Regions from separate parts of the Mus musculus genome. Here region 2 is linked to region 1. The links are chromatin contacts, called in public Hi-C maps. All regions are on one chromosome and are shown on one strand. The core of a region is the stretch at or near the end of the contact, and the rest is flanking DNA. Distances in the headings are between cores, read along the strand shown.

Region 1 (3,725 bases), core at 872-3,371:
CTTGTAGTCTCAGTTGGCCTGCCTGCAACTGGTTATGTAGACCAAGCCTCAAACTTGTGCCAATCCTTCTGCCTATTGTCTTTTGAGTTTTAGGATTACAGAGATGTACCATCATGCCTGGCTAACAGTTCATTCTTTAAAAACATTAACAAAATTAAACCATTAGGCAGACTGTACAAGAAAAAAAAAAGCAAGACTCAAATTACTAAAGTCAAGAATGCAAGTGGGGATGACATTATAGACCTTACAGAGTCGATGATTATAAACCATAAACAATGCTAGAAACCTAGACATACTCCTTCTGAGGTCAAGAACAATATCTACTTCTGCAAGTCCCATTCGACATCATAAAGAGAGTACCAGCCATAGCAAGGTAAATAAATAGGCAAGAGAAAGAAACAGTACAACTATCTCTAATCACCATGGCATGGTTTCACATGTAGAAAACCCTAAAGGAGCCACAAAAACAATGACAGAAAACATATCAGCATCAGGATAGCATCAAGTCACAAGATCAACGTATAGCAGAAATAGAAAATAGGACGTAGTAGTACTAGCTGGAAGTGGAGGTACACATCTAACTAAGACCAGCACTCACTGAGGAAGTGGAATCGGGAGTATAAAGCCAACAAAGGCAACATACACAGCAGATCCAGTAGAAGAAAGAGGGGGAAAGAAAGGGAAGGAGGCACGCAGGCAGGTAAGCAGACAATCAGGCAGACCTACCAAGTTCTACCCTGTCACATCCGTAGCAACTTCAAGACTAAGAGCAGTTGTCAAAGACAGGACACCAGACCCTGAAAGTCAGTCTTGGAGAGTCCACTAACTCAATGGTAAAATGGAAGAAAACTGCCATGACCTTAAAAGAAGTTTTTAAAAGGGAAGAAAGGGGAGGGGAAGAAAGCGTAGAACTGCAATCATCTGTACACTCCACTTCCCTAAGCTATGGGTGGCTATGAGAAAGCACTACAGGTACATCTTACTAAACGACGCTTTCACCAGTGGATGCAAAAAAGCACTAAGCGTTAAGCACTAAGCTGGGGAGCGGGAACCTGTCTTCTCATGATTACATTCCCAACCCCTAGCAAGGTGGCCAGGAGATGATAGGGATCCTTGTTTACTGAATGAATGAAACGCTTCATGGAAAACATGGGAAGGTGTACACAGAATTGTGCCTCGAAGACACAGAGAATAAACTATGAGCAAAGCCGGGCACAGGAAGAGTTTAGTTCTCTGTACTTTTACTTAGTGCTCCCTCCACAACTGGAGTAATTACATACAAACTGGAGTTGGTGACGAATGGGGGGAGGGGCAAGGAAAATGACATGTATAGAAGTTAATTTGGGCCTGGGGGGGCTGCAAGAATTCTGAAGTTCATCTCGGATCTTTCCTCATTCTTCTATTCACATCTCAAATTCAGATATTCGTAGACCTGTGCCAGAAATGCCCCCCATGAACCATCATTCATTCATTCATCACCAAATCCTGTCACTCCTCTCCAAACACTCCACAAGTTTCCCCATTCTTACATCACAGACAAGGAAACTGGCTTTCCGCACAGGCTCTCCAAGGGCACCCATCGCCAGTGCGTAGTCCTTCTGTAGAACTCCAACCTGATCCCTCCCAGACCCTTCAGGGGCATCTACACTCTCCCATCAACTCGCCCTTTCACACGGGGCGTTACCGCGCCCGATGGGCAGTTGAACATGTCTCCACTCATTCACTGCCAGCCACCCTTTCAATTGGCCATGTATGCACGGAGGGGCGCAGGCCACACGTCCTCCCTTCTGCTCCCCCAGGAGTCCAGGCCGGTCCCTGATCCTCCAGGCACTGACTCCGCGGCGGTCTCCCCGGGAGAGGCGGGCACCGCCGGGCATGCAGGGGGCGCTGGGCAAGAGCTTGGGGACTTCGCGTTGCCCGGCGCCGCGCCTCCGGCCGAAAAGCAACCCGACGCCCCATGTGCCCATCCGCGGAGCTCGCCCGCCCGCCCGCCCGCCCGTCCGCCGCACCTTTGCGCTCGGCCTCGCTCTCAGCTTCGCTCCCGAAGAGGTCCTCCATGTCCGCCATAGCAGCTTGGTCCGCGGCCTTGGCTTGCTCGGCTCGAGCCTGCTTTACGGCCAGACCCGTCCAAACACGACGTGTCGTAAAGAGCCGCACAAAGACCTACTTTACTTTTGTGACCTAGTTTTCTCCAGCACTCGGCTGGCTCCGCCCCCACCCCCTCCACCCCCGCCCCGGTGTCTGCGCTCGCCCGCTACTCCGTTAGCCCGCTCGCACGCTGTGCGGAGCTTGGGATGCGGGTCAGACTTGTTTACGACCTGTCAGCTGCGGCCAGGTTTCTTAAAAATAGTTGAGGGTGGGTGTGGTCGCTCTGCTCTGGGGAGGCAGATCTCTGTGAATACCAGGCCAGGTTCGTCTACAAAGCGAGTTCCAGCCAGCCAGCCAGCATATGTCTACATACGTAGATCCTGTGGCAGAAGAATAAGAAATAAGTCATTGAGAGCTCTAGCCTGGAGTAGTTAGTGGTGCACGCCTGTAATCCAGCACTCTAGAAGCAAAGGGTCAGAAACCCAAATTCATCATCAACTGCATAGCAACTTCAAGAGCAGCGTGGGATCCTTGAGAACCCCCACCCTTAAAAAAAAAAAAAAAAAAAGGGCTGGTGAGATGGCTCAGTGGGTAAGAGCACCCGACTGCTCTTCCAAAGGTCTGGAGTTCAAATCCCAGCAACCACATGGTGGCTAACAACCATCTGTAATGAGATCTGACTCCCTCTTCTGGAGTGTCTGAAGACAGCTACAGTGTACTTACATACAATAAATAAATAAATCTTTAAAAAAAAAAAAAAAAAAAAAAAAAAAGACCTGGTGAGATCGCTTGTCGGTAAATGACTTGCCCTTAAAGACTAAAGATCTGTTTTCCGAAAATCCAGCACCTACTTAAACTCAGGCACGGCTTCCAACATCTGTAATCCCAGCTCTCAGGTCCAATAAAGGACCTTGTCTTAAAATACAGATGCTGGATGGTGGTGTCTAGGCCAGCCTGGTCTACATAGCGAGTTCCAGGACAGCAGGACAGCCAGGGCTATACATAGAGATTCTGTCTGGGGGAAAAAAAATAAAAAAAAGTAAGGTGCTGCCTGGTGGGGTGAAGAGCATTTCAAGAATACACTGGAAATCGGCCTTTGGCCTCTAGGCACATGGAAAGTAGCTCTGTACAGAGCTTGCCTATTATGAGTGAGGGTTCAAATTCAATCTGCACTGGGGAAAAATAAAAGATTTAGGACTAGAAATCCCAATATGGGAGGCTGAGGCAGGAAGACAACTGAGAATTTGAGGCCAGCTGGGGCCACAAAGACAGCCTGGATTACTAAGGATGAAGCTTTCAGTAGTATTAGGTTAGTTTCTGGCAGTATTTGCTCATTTCTGATCTCTTCTTTAAATTACATTTATTAAAATAAATTTATTTTTAATTTTATTTCTTTAAATGTGCATGGGTGCTTTACTTTGCATACATATCTGTGCACCACATGCATACCTGGTACCTGAAGATGTCAGAAAGGGGCATCAATCACATTACCTGGGACTGGAGTTAGAGACAGCTGTTACCTTCCATGTGAGTGCTATGAATCAAACCTGGGTCCTCTGGAAGAGCAACCAGTGCAACCCAGCCAGTGTTCATAACCACAGAGCCATCTCTCCAAGTCTCCATTTCTAAGCTTTTTT
Region 2 (3,725 bases), core at 731-3,230, 3.0 Mb before region 1:
CTGCCCCCTCCCCAAAGAATCATAAACCCAGTTGACACTTACCTGGGAGAATCCCTCTCACCTACATTTGAAGACCAGGCATTAATCTGTTCACATGCTATGTATTCAGTGCAGAATCTTCCCTTTTCAACGAAGACATTACTCATAGACTCAGAACCAGAAAGTTCAGTTGTAGCCCAAGGACAGATAATAAAGACAATAGAAACCGAGTTTCTGTTTGGGAAGTCTATAAAACCCTCATGTGGAAGGTAGTTTGTTACTCTTGTATCAGCGTCCCCAGGATGGACCTCGGATTTATTGTTTGAGACAAGATCTCACTCTCTTATCCAGGCTTGTACTTCTGGGCTCAAAGATGCTCTGCTTAAGCCTCCAGAGCAGCTGGAGCTACGGACCTATGCTCCCACAGGTGATGCTAAGAGTTGATTAACTAGAAAGATTCACAACTAAAAGAATTACAATTACAGTATGGTTGTCGCAGTGAATTTTGCTCCTTTCAAAAATCATTGTTCAAACTTCATTCTCTCCGATGCTCATGCCTATTCCATACTCTATTGCACTGTTTTCTTCTTTTTAATTCCTCCTCCTCCTCACCCTCCTCCTCCTCCTCCTCTCCCTCCCTTCTCTTCTTCTTTTCCTCCAGATAGGGTTTCGATGTATAGCCCTGACTGTTTTAGAACTAGCTCTGTAGATCTCCAGCTTACTGCCTCTGCTTCCCTAGTGCTGAGACTAATAATGGAGAATGCCACTCTACTGGCAAGACCTCACAGAGAGGTCTCCTGCTCAAGTGTATTTCTGCAAAGTAGGCAGCGTTTCCATTCCCAGGTGTGTCTACTTGCCATTCAAAAGCGAATGCTTGTTAGACAAGTTCCCATTTTGAAAACTCATGTACAGGCATTGACAGGAAGGAGGGAAGAGAGTTGCAGGGTCAATAGGATGGCAGCACACTGATCGGTGTCTTTTTATTCAGGCTACATGTATCTCATAATATATGGTACATACACACGCGCGCGCGTGCGCGCGCGCACACACACACACACACACACACACACACACACTCACACACACACACACACACTTTACAAAAAGTTACACAGAGCAGCAATTTTTGAGCTTTATTTTAAGGGACACACAGGATTGCATAATAAGGTGTGGAATATAGTAATGTTATTATTATAACATTCTGATGTTAGTTGAAAACTAAGTGTTGTTCTGAGCCATGTAAATCTTCAGAAGACAGGTTTTTGTTTTTGTTAGCACAGTGGAAGGCAAAATGAGTTCCGCCAAGAACAACTTTAAAAGAAGCAGCCACTGTTGACGAGACCGACTTTAGAAATCGCTTTCTGAAAGTCTGCATTAAAGGACTACGGAATCTCAGCAGCCAAATCAGGATGGCTTACACCGTGCTGCTCATGAAACTCACACAGGCACTTTGAATATGTTCTTTAAGAGTCGGTGTGCTTTTTAGAAAGATAAGTTGAAATACTAATTCCAAGCAGTTAAATCTAACTTGAAAAGGTTCAGTGAGTTTCTATTTCTCATTAACAAGAACAGTAAATTTTGATTTAAAGTTTACATAAACCGGGCGAGGTGACGCACGCCTTTAATCCCAGCACTTGGGAGGCAGAGGCAGGCGGATTTCTGAGTTCGACGCCAGCCTGGTTTACAGTGAGTCCCAGGACAGCCAGGGCTACACAGAGAAACCCTGTCTCGAAAAACAAAAAAAACAAAAAACAACAAAAAAGTTTACATAAAAAAGTTGTTTATCAACTACAAATGTACGAGAGACAGTAGTGTCCTGAAACACATCTTGGTGGTAGGCGGCAAATCTAGCCATCTGAGCTGTCAGTGGTTTCCGCGTCTGTGCGGTAAAGGAGAGGTTTCCCGGCCAGTGGCTCAGTGGGTGGTTCCCCAGCTAGTGGCTCTGCTGGTCCCCACTGGTGAAAAAGTTCGCATCTCTTGGACCGCCTCTTCCTGGCGCTGACTTCACGCGTGCTCCTGCGCCTGCTCGCGGCGGATACTGACCGGCTACGTTCCCGCCATATATTTAAGTTTCATTTCCAGCGGCCACTGAGAGTTCCCCTTTTCGCGGCCTTTCTTCGAAGTCGATTTATTCTTTCCCGGACCGAAGAGCGGCAGATATGGAAGATCCGCGTAGAAGGACGACGGCGCCACGCGCTAAGAAGCCGTCCGCGAAGCGCGCCCCGACGCAGCCCAGCAGGACCAGGGCCCACGCGGAAAGCTGCGGCCCGCAAAGGGGGGCTCGATCGCGGCGGGCGGAGCGTGACGGGGACACCACGGAGAAGCCACGTGCCCCAGGGCCCCGAGTGCATCCAGCAAGGGCCACTGAGCTCACCAAAGATGCACAGCCCTCGGCCATGGACGCGGCAGGAGCCACCGCGCGGCCTGCCGTCCGGGTGCCCCAGCAGCAGGCCATCCTGGATCCGGAGCTGCCCGCCGTACGGGAGCCCCAGCCGCCCGCGGATCCCGAGGCGCGGAAAGTCGTAAGGGGACCTAGCCACAGAAGGGGCGCGCGCTCCACCGGGCAGCCCAGAGCGCCGCGAGGGTCCAGGAAGGAACCGGACAAGCTAAAGAAGGTGCTGGACAAATTGAGATTGAAACGCAAAGATATCTCGGAGGCGGCCGAGACGGTGAATAAAGTTGTGGAACGCCTGCTGCGCAGAATGCAGAAACGGGAGTCGGAGTTCAAAGGTGTGGAGCAGCTGAACACTGGCAGCTACTATGAACATGTGAAGGTGAGCGTCAAGACCTGCTGGAGGGGCTCCGGCCCCACTCCTCACTTGCCTCCTCAGCTGTTTGGGGGTCCCACACTCTTAGGGCCCCCCTCCCTTGGAACACCCCAGTCTTTTTTTTTTTTTTTTAATTCATCCAGTTAGCTCACAGCAAGCAATATTGATAGCTAGTTAGTTTGCTTTGGAGGGATGGGACAGGTGACCTTAAAGTAGTCGCAGGGGAGTCATCTTTATTAATCCTTCCCCAACTATAGCCTCTAGATTGAATCTAGTCCATCCCTGAGACTTTGGGACCGCCTGCAATTAGGGCAGAATTGTATACAACTAATTGGGAGAGGTGGCTGGGTACTCAAGTGAGGGTCCGTTGACATTGTCGCACCCCCTATGAGCGAACGTCATCTACAAGCCTACCTCTAATGCTCTTCGGAGAGTAGGCCCGGCTGAGTTCCTGAAGATGATGGTGATAGCTATTCTCTGCTAGTGAAATGAGCCAATTCAAGCCAAATTAAAATATATTAAGGCAGGTTTATTAGAAAGCTGCTCTTGGGCAGGTTCACTGGTCCTAAGAAAAAGGCCAGGGTAGTCACTGTGGGGAGGGAGACAGAGGGAAGAGGGAAGAGAGAGAGAGAGAAAGAGTGTGCCCACGCAGGGAGAGAGAACATACAGAGAGGCAGAGTTGGGTAGAGAAGGAGGAAGAGAGAGAAGAGAGAAGAGGGGAGAAAGGGAGAGGGAGAAGGAAGGGAGGGAAGGAAGGGAGAGAGAGAGAGCGAGAGCGAGAGAGAGCGCACAAAATGCCCACATTATATAGAGAAGAGCTGCTTCTGGCGGAGGGGAAGCCCAGCCCCTTGGCTGAAAGGTTCAGGGCAGAGGCTGAAGTATGCTAGCCATGCTCTGTAACAGGTAGGGACTGAGGGACCTGGGAGAACCTGGAGGCCAGGTCGGCTTTGGTTAAATGCGCACCTGGATCTGAATCCA

The links. A called contact is a pair of places that touch in the nucleus more often than the background predicts.
Region 2: a contact with region 1 is called in a Hi-C map of B cells, with 6 read pairs. The contact joins the promoter of Cgas here to the promoter of Leo1 in region 1. A contact is called at or near these places in 1 of 39 promoter capture datasets (erythroid cells) and 1 of 484 Hi-C or Micro-C datasets (B cells).

What each region holds. Positions count from the first base shown.
Region 1 is chr9:75,439,920-75,443,644 of GRCm38.p6, reverse strand. Leo1 (Leo1, Paf1/RNA polymerase II complex component) reads right to left here and starts at 2,121. Exons shown (of 12, transcript NM_001039522.1): 1 at 2,010-2,121. The coding sequence starts at 2,067.
Region 2 is chr9:78,441,492-78,445,216 of GRCm38.p6, reverse strand. Cgas (cyclic GMP-AMP synthase) reads left to right here and starts at 1,980. Exons shown (of 5, transcript NM_173386.5): 1 at 1,980-2,753. The coding sequence starts at 2,139. It also overlaps a transcript of Mto1 not described here.